Regions from separate parts of the Sus scrofa genome. Here regions 1 and 3 are each linked to region 2. A link is a contact called in public targeted proximity ligation data. All regions are on one chromosome and are shown on one strand. The core of a region is the stretch at or near the end of the contact, and the rest is flanking DNA. Distances in the headings are between cores, read along the strand shown.

Region 1 (2,700 bases), core at 132-2,631, 220 kb after region 2:
TTTATTAATGTAATAAAACAATGTTTATAACAGTTATAATTACTATTCACGAGTATCAATTAAATGTCAGGCATTGTACTATATACACCATGTATATTATCCCTATTGCTCACAACAATCCTATAGGGAAAATACCTTTCTCCTACTGGAGCTGCAGAATCAGGGAGTCAGAGATCCTAAAACGTGTCCAGGGTCCTACAGCTCATACTAACAGTGAAGACAGAATTCAAAATAGTGCTTTTTTGCCTAATCTCCATCTATCTTTTTTTTTTTTCCTTTTTTGGGCCACACCCAAGGCATATATATGGAGGTTCCAGGCTAGAGGTCAAATCGGAGCTACAGCTGCCAGCCTACACCATAGCCACAGCAAGGCAGGATCCAAGCCAAGTCTGCAACCTACACCACAGCTCATGGCAATGCCAGATCCTTAACCCACTGAGCAAGGCCAAGGATCCCACCTGCATCCTCATGGGTACTAGTTGGGTTCATTAACCGCTGAGCCACAATGGAACTCCTCCATCTACCTTTTCAACAGAGCTCACTAGCTCAAATACCATTTCAACTACATACATACCAGTTTGAGCAATGTGTTCAACACTTTTCTGAAATCCTTGACAGATGAATATAAATGGGAAGTTTTATAGTTTTCCAGCAGAGTGAAAGGATACTTTTGTTTCTAATTTAACCCCACTATTTATTTTCTTAATAACAAAAAGAACAACTTGCCAGACATAACATGAACATTCATACAACATAACCTAAGAGGAGACTAAAGGGAATAAAATATTTGGTAGCAGATAAACTTTAATGACATTTTCACTGGCAAAGACTTGTTGTACACTTTGTACTCTGACCTTTCACTTGTGCAAGCATTTCATAATCCTTGACTTCACTGAGGGGGCTCAGAATTCAGAATTTTAGCACTGCAAGGGTCCTCAGAAATCATTCAATCCCACGCCCCTCACTTTCCAGAGGAAGGCCACCCCCCGAGTGGGTCAGTCCACACAGCAGGCACTGCCAGAGCCAGGGCTGAACTCCAGTTCTTCTGGCCGAAGGGCTCCCAAACCATGCTGCTGTCAGCTGTGCCAGCAACAAGAGATGGCCAGAGACACTTCCATTTCAACAGCTAGCTGTCCCTTGTCAAACGAATTACAACTGTGTCACTACTGTGATTTAGAAGTTTCTCAAGACACCATTCCTGGCCACAAGGAAAACAAAAATCTATCACGAACTGATGTCAAAAATCAAACGGCAGGGTCACACTGAGCAAATGCCTCCTTGTCCTTTGGGAATAGGAACCTGCTCAGTAGGCCAGACCTGCACTGAGGAGGATATCAGTCACAACTGCGCGGGGTTTCTGGGTCCTTCTGGAATTACGTAAGCCCTCTCCAGTTCCGTATTCATCTGCAGTTTCCTGTTGCGCAAGGGACAGACAATGGGCAGACTGTCGCCAGTGTTTTCATTAATTACACCACAGGCTGAATGGCATTGATTACCACATAATGGACATTTTGAAGTGACCCTGTTTCCTTTGTTCAAACAATGTATCCGAATGTCTCAGTGAAGGAACACATTTTATCTGGGTATTCAAGAGAATGAAGACATAGGAGGATCTCGGGAATCTGCATGGCATCCCTGGGCCCCAGGGATTATTTTAGGACTTGTTCAGCTTCCCCGTGCCCCTTCTTACCGTCAGAGGCATAATGTCCAGGCAGGAAGGGAGGAACAAAAGCCGAAAACCTTTAAATGGTTCCCAAAGCCAAAGACATACAAGTCAGGCAGATTATCACCCCCAACCCCCATCAGAAAAGGGCTAGAGAGTGACACTGAAAGGCCACAAAAGAGGAAAAGAGATCAGGGTAAAAAAAAAAAAAAATCAAAGCTTGAGGGCAGAAATCCCACTCTCCTCCAGCCTACCCTGGAGCTGCAGCCTTTCCCTGGACTATGACAGATGCTAGTTCTGAGCCCACAAACACCCTAGAAGACCCTCGGCCGCCTTGAGAAGTCCCTATTCTGCTTCTTCTTTCATTAAAGCCCTCCATCCCTGCAGCCCTCCTGAGTGGGAGGGGGCAGCACGGTCCACTGCCCAGCTTCCCTGACAGTGTCCCTCCGTCCACCTTCACTGCTACCATGGTCCATCCAAGATACTGGGAAAAACCCTTTTCTTAAAAAAGTGATAAACTGGGGAGTTCCCGTCATGGCTCAGTGGTTAACAAATCCGACTAGGAACGATGAGGTTGCGGGTTCGCTCCCTGGCCTTGCTCAGTGGGTTAAGGAACTGGCGTTGCCATGAGCTATGGTGTAGGTCACAGACATGGCTCAGATCTGGCATTGCTGTGGCTCTGGCACAGGCCGGCGGCTACAGCTCCGATTAGACCCCTAGCCTGGGAACCTCTTTATGCCACGGGTGAGGCCCTAGAAAAGGCAAGAAAAGGCAAAAAAAGACACACACACACACACACACACACACACACACAAAAGTGATAAACTGGGAGTATGGGAAAATTAGCTGGCTCTCTTCCTTCCTTCCTTCCTTCCTTCTTCCTTCCCTCCCTTCCTTTCTTCTTTGGCTGAACCCATGGCATATGGAAATTCCTGGGCCAGGGACTGATCCATGCCGGATCCTTGACCCACTGAACACAGGAGGCACTCCCCCTTTTTTTTGGGGGGGGGGGCACTTTCAAAATGTAAACAGATCTT
Region 2 (2,700 bases), core at 144-2,643:
GGAGGGTGGCACTGCGTGTTGTGCATGTGGCAGAACTATACGCAGTGTGAGATGTGCGTATTCAGGAGGGTGATTCAAATGGAGGTGAAGTGGAGGCCAAAGGTATTGTGGCTGTTAGCAGGCTCACGAGTGAAGAGTTCATGCAATTTTAAAAACACAGACACACACACTCTGATGCCAGCATTTTGTCTGTCAGAAAGTTCCTCCCTATCCTTGTCCTTTCTCTTTATAAAATTTGCTACACTTGTTAGAGAGTGTTGACAGGGTAATACAGGTATCTTCTCTATCTCATTGCCTACCGCTGTTTGAATCCACTCTATACCAGATTAAGCCGAGTCAGACTCTGCCTCCTAAGAATTTAGATCAGAACTTTGAGAGACTGGGTCATATGTTTTCTCTCCCCCCTTATTGAAGTATGATTGACTAATAAAAATTATATATATTTAAGGTGTACAGTGTGATGTTTGATAAATGTATACATTGTGAAATGATGACCACAACCAAGACAATTAACACCTCATGTCACTTAGTTACCATTTTTGTGTGTGTGGTGAGAATGCTTGAAATATCTCAGCAGAGTAAAGTATGCATCATTATTAACTATAGTCACCAGTGCTGTATGTACATTAGGTCTCCAGAACTTATTTATCCCATAATTAAAAGTTGTATCCTTTGACCAGTATCTCTCTGTTTTCCCCAATCCTCCAGCTCTGGTAACCACCATTCTACTCACTGATACTTTGAATTCAACTATTTTACATTCCGCATATAAGTGAGATAGATCATGAAGCATTTGTCTTTCTCTGTCTGGCTTATTTTACTTAATATCCCCCGTGTTCATCCATGTTGTCACAAATGGCAGGATTTCCTTCTTTTTAAAGGCAGAATAATACTCCATTGAGTGGTTGTGTGTGGTGTATTTGTGTATCACGTTTTCTTTATCTTCTCATCCATCAACAGACACCATCTCTTGGCTACTATGAATGGTGCTTTGGTGAACATGGGAGTATAGATATCTCTTCGAGACAATGATTTCATTTCCTTTAGCTCTATACCCAGAGGTGGGATTGCTGGATCATATGATGGTTCTATTTTTAATTGAGACTTGGTCATTTAGGTAAGAGCATTGAACTTGTAAGGTGTCATGTAAGTTTCAGAGCCAATGCCACTGTTTGGGGGCCAGTAATCAGAGGGAGCTGCTCTCAAAAGAGAAGCAGATCAATGCAGCTAATTGAAGGAGGGTGACTAGGAAACAGTAGGTCCTGGAGCCTCAGAGAGAAAGAGCCGGATTCAGTGGATACTTGGCCCTGACAGCTTTCTCTCCCTTAACTTCAGTCCCATCTTGGGTCTAACTGCCACTTCCTGTTTTTGAGTTCCCTGCAGTTTCTTCTGAGTCTGTAATATATCCACCTCCTCCTTAGTGGCTTTCTTTTTTCCCCTTAGACAACACTACAGTGTGGCTAGTTGTGTTCTCCCCTTCCTCATGTTCTTGGCCTAATAAGAAACCACATACTTTCCAGAATAGGAACACACACATACGCAGCAGGGACACTTTCTAACTCACTACAGTTTGAGTATGCCTAGAAAATGTAGGTCTCTTACTGATTTCTGGAGTTTTCACCCATGTATAAGCTGTCTATTACTGTGTAGCAAAATTCCCCCAAACTTAGGAACTCAATAATAAACAGTTCTCATTTCTGTGGGTCAGGACTTTGAGAGCAGTTTAGCTGGGCATTCCTGGCCTGGGACTCACAAAGTTTCAGTCAGCATTGTCTGGACTGTAGTCCCGTGTCTAGGGCTGGAGGATCTGCTGCCAAGGCAGCTTGCCTCCCTGGTTGCTAGTTGGTGCTGGTTGATGAGAGGCCTGCGTTTTCCATATATGAACCTCTTCACAAGACAGCTTTCCTGTCCTTGTAACATTGTGGCAGGCTTTCCCCAGAATGAGTAATCCAATGATCCAAGAGGGAGAGACCCAGGTAGAAATTGTCCTTACTATGATCTAGCCTCGCAAGTTATAGAGAAACACTTCTGCCACGTTCTCCTCATTGGAAACAGGTAGTAAGTCTGACCCATATGGGATCTGGCCTTGCTGTGAGCTGTGGTGTAGGTCACACACGCAGCTGGGATCCGGGTTGCTGTGGCTGTGGTGTGGGCCAGCAGCTGCAGCTCCAATTTGAACCCTATCCTGGGAACTTCCATATGCCAGCCCTAAAAAGATACACACACACACAGCCTGACCTACATTCAAGGGAAGTAGTAGTAGGTGTCATATTTGAAGGGGGACATAGCAAAGAATTGGTGGACATATTTGATTATTTTATTTTTTTGCTTTTCAGGGCCACACCTGCAGCATATGGAGGTTCCCAGGCTAGGGGTCAAATCAGAGCTATAGCTGCTGGCCTATACCGCAGCCACAGCAACGCAGGATCCGAGCCATGTTTGCGACCTATACCACAGCTCAGGGCCACACCAGATCCTTAACCCACTGAGCGAGGCCAGGGATCAAACCCGCAACTTCATGGTTCCTAGTTGGATTTGTTTCTGCTGTGCCACAATGGGAACTCCTGGTGGACATATTTTAAAACCACAACTGTTAAATTATAGGAAAAAAAGTGTCCAATTCAGTTTCAAATATAGTTCAATTTCATTACTTAAATGGTTCCTTATAACTCTCCTTTGGATGAAAATGTTTCATCCTTC
Region 3 (2,700 bases), core at 126-2,625, 170 kb after region 2:
GAGGTGTCAGCAGGGATGTCCCCACATCCTAGAGAGCGTTGCAATTAATTCTGTGGTATGTAGAGACATGGTTTTAGCACAGCGATTGAGATTGCTGGGCTCCCGTCTCAGCTCTGCCAATTGCCACCCTGTGTCTTTCTGAACCTCTCTTTCCTCATCTGTAAAATGGGCGTAATCAAGGCACCACCTCTTCGGGCCGTTGTAAAGACTGAATGAATACTCTTACAGTGCTTAGAGCGATGCTTGTCCCATAGGAAATGTTCAGTATCTCTGTGATTACTTACATTATTTATATAAATGATGACCTACAAGTTCAAAATGGAGTTCAAGTTTGAGTTTCCTCGGATTATCTAGTTTCTCTGTTCTCTGAGAACATTTCCTGGACTCTCTATTTTATTGGATTTAAATGAAAGACCACCCGATGGACTGTTTTGGAGCCAGAATAGGAAAAAATATGAAGACAGTTCTTCAGAGAAATACCAGAACCACCAAAGGTAGTAGAAGTTAAAATTTAAACACATCTGATTAAATTATAATCAAAATAGTGGCTGTCAGTTACCTTGTTAGGTAGATGTAAGGTCGTCAAAGAATGTTGAGACTCTAACGTTATTATTACAAGAACTACTTTGGGGAAAACAACTCGTCTTAAATAACCGCATTATGCAATGAAAAGACTGGCAAGGGCAAAATATTAATACAAACAAAATCATAAATCCTAAACAGTAATAGGTGTATACAAATGCCAATATTAGCTCACTCCTGTTTTGAGATTGTCTCTGGGTTACACTTTAAAAGGTATAGAGATTCTAACTTCATTTCAGGAGTTGCAATGGCCCCAGCATAGCACTTCCTTAAGTGTGAGTTCCCCCGGCTATTAATAGATTGGGGGGTGGGTGGGAGGGGAAATTCCATGGTCAACTAAGTTTAGGAACCTTGAATTAAATGAAAGTAAACCAGTTTCCTTAGAGATACTTTTCAGAGCTTTTAATATGCTCATGTGTGCTTCAAGTCTCCCAGGGAGGTGTGATATGTAGCCTTTCTCTTACTTTTTGGACCACTATCTCCTGTCAACTTCCTGCCGGATGCGGGATGCTGGCTCTGGAGCACACAGGGAAATGGAGCCTTAGGGGCACTGCTTCTTGCACTTTGTCTCACGTGTATTCTACGGAGGGGTAGCTGCAGATCGGGATGGAGGAAGGCCTGCAGACGAGGCTGGGAACTGCATCACTGTGCTTTCAGCATAATCCTGTCCTATTGAGGGGTTGCCCTGTGCGGGCACAGAGCACTGGGGCATGTGAACTAATTCCGTCCCCTGACAGCTCTGTGAGATGGGTGTGATCCCTCTTCCCCTTCCACAGACAGGAAACTAACAGCCAGAGGGCGTAAGTGACTTGGGAAATGGGACACGGAGACCATGGTAAAGGCAGGACAGAACTCCAGTACAGGGCCTGTGCTCCCTCTCCCTCGTGGGGGATGTGTGTGTGTGTGTGTATGTATGTGTGCACACGCACACCTGTGCACAGGGCAGGCTGGTGGTGAGAGAACAGTGTGAAGGTGTGAAATGATGACGACTTTCGTGTGGCTGGAGGGCATGTTGGGAAATGGCAGGAAGTGAAACCATAGCGCTGTTGGGGGTACAGATCCCCAGGGCCGCCTCTTACACCTCAAGAACTTTAGTTAGCTGACCGCTCCTGAGTAGAGACAGCAGAAACACCCGGAGGTTAGGGCGGCACACCTACATTCTGCAGGGAGCGTGTGGTTGTCCTGCTCACCCAGCTTGCGGACTGGGGACCCCATGCTGAGCAGACAGTGGACGCCGGAGTCCAGAGGATCATGCTGGAGTGGCACATAGCACATAACACAGCGGATAATAAGGGGTGCCACCCCCCCCACCCCTGCCCTGCATCCACTCCTCGCACTTTCTTTTTTTTCTTTTAATGCCACACCCACAGTATATGGAAGTTCCTGGGCCAGGACTCAAACCCTGGCCTCCACAGCCACCTGAGCCAGTGTAGTTGGAGTCTTAACTCACTGCACCTCAGTGGGAACTCCTCCCTGCACTTCTGCAGGCTTTGAGGGCGTATTTTATATGCATCTGAAAGTGGGGGGAAAGGCTAATAGAATGTAGCTCAAAGAAATGGAGTAAAAATTTCATGAGATTTTAAAGTCTTATTTAAGGCCTGATGAAGAGGTAAAAATTGGGCCGTTCTGCTGCTCTGTCTTCTTAAATTAACTTTTTTTGTTGTTTTCAACCTTTTTTTCTTTTTTCTTTTTCTTTTTTTGCTTTTTAGGGCTGCACCTGCGCCATATAGGAGTTCCCAGGTTAGGGGTCAAATGAGAGCTACAGCTTCCACCTGTGCCACAGCTCATGGCAGCACCGGATCCTTAACCCACTGAGCGAGGCCAGGGATCGAACCCACAACCTTGTGGTTCCTAGTCGGATTCGTTTCCACTGTGCCACGACAGAAACGCCTGTTTGTTTAACTTGCTAGTGAATTATTTATTTCCATTGAGTTACCCATAATATTATAGTCTCAGTAATATGATGAAAATAATTCCAGAGAAAATACTTTTAATGTTAAAATTTGTTTTTTAATTTAATAGTATTAAATATTAATATAAAATATACACATATTCCCTACCAAGAAAGAAATTCCCTGATGGCCTAGTGGTTAAGGATCTCATGTTGTCACTGCTGTG

What was found.
Region 1: a targeted proximity ligation map of alveolar macrophages shows a contact between it and region 2. A contact is called at or near these places in 1 of 47 Hi-C or Micro-C datasets (embryonic fibroblasts) and 1 of 2 datasets of targeted methods (alveolar macrophages).
Region 3: a contact with region 2 is called in a targeted proximity ligation map of alveolar macrophages. A contact is called at or near these places in 4 of 47 Hi-C or Micro-C datasets (embryonic fibroblasts, epiblast stem cells and liver) and 1 of 2 datasets of targeted methods (alveolar macrophages).

The regions. Positions count from the first base shown.
Region 1 is chr5:59,981,745-59,984,444 of Sscrofa11.1, forward strand. The region is part of intron 3 of BORCS5 (a long non-coding RNA gene); the gene reads right to left. Among named protein-coding and RNA genes, the nearest start is that of BORCS5, 90 kb to the right of the region's middle.
Region 2 is chr5:59,757,673-59,760,372 of Sscrofa11.1, forward strand. The region is part of intron 2 of GPR19 (probable G-protein coupled receptor 19); the gene reads left to right. Among named protein-coding and RNA genes, the nearest start is that of GPR19, 9.2 kb to the left of the region's middle.
Region 3 is chr5:59,931,481-59,934,180 of Sscrofa11.1, forward strand. The region is part of intron 3 of DUSP16 (dual specificity protein phosphatase 16); the gene reads left to right. Among named protein-coding and RNA genes, the nearest start is that of DUSP16, 63 kb to the left of the region's middle.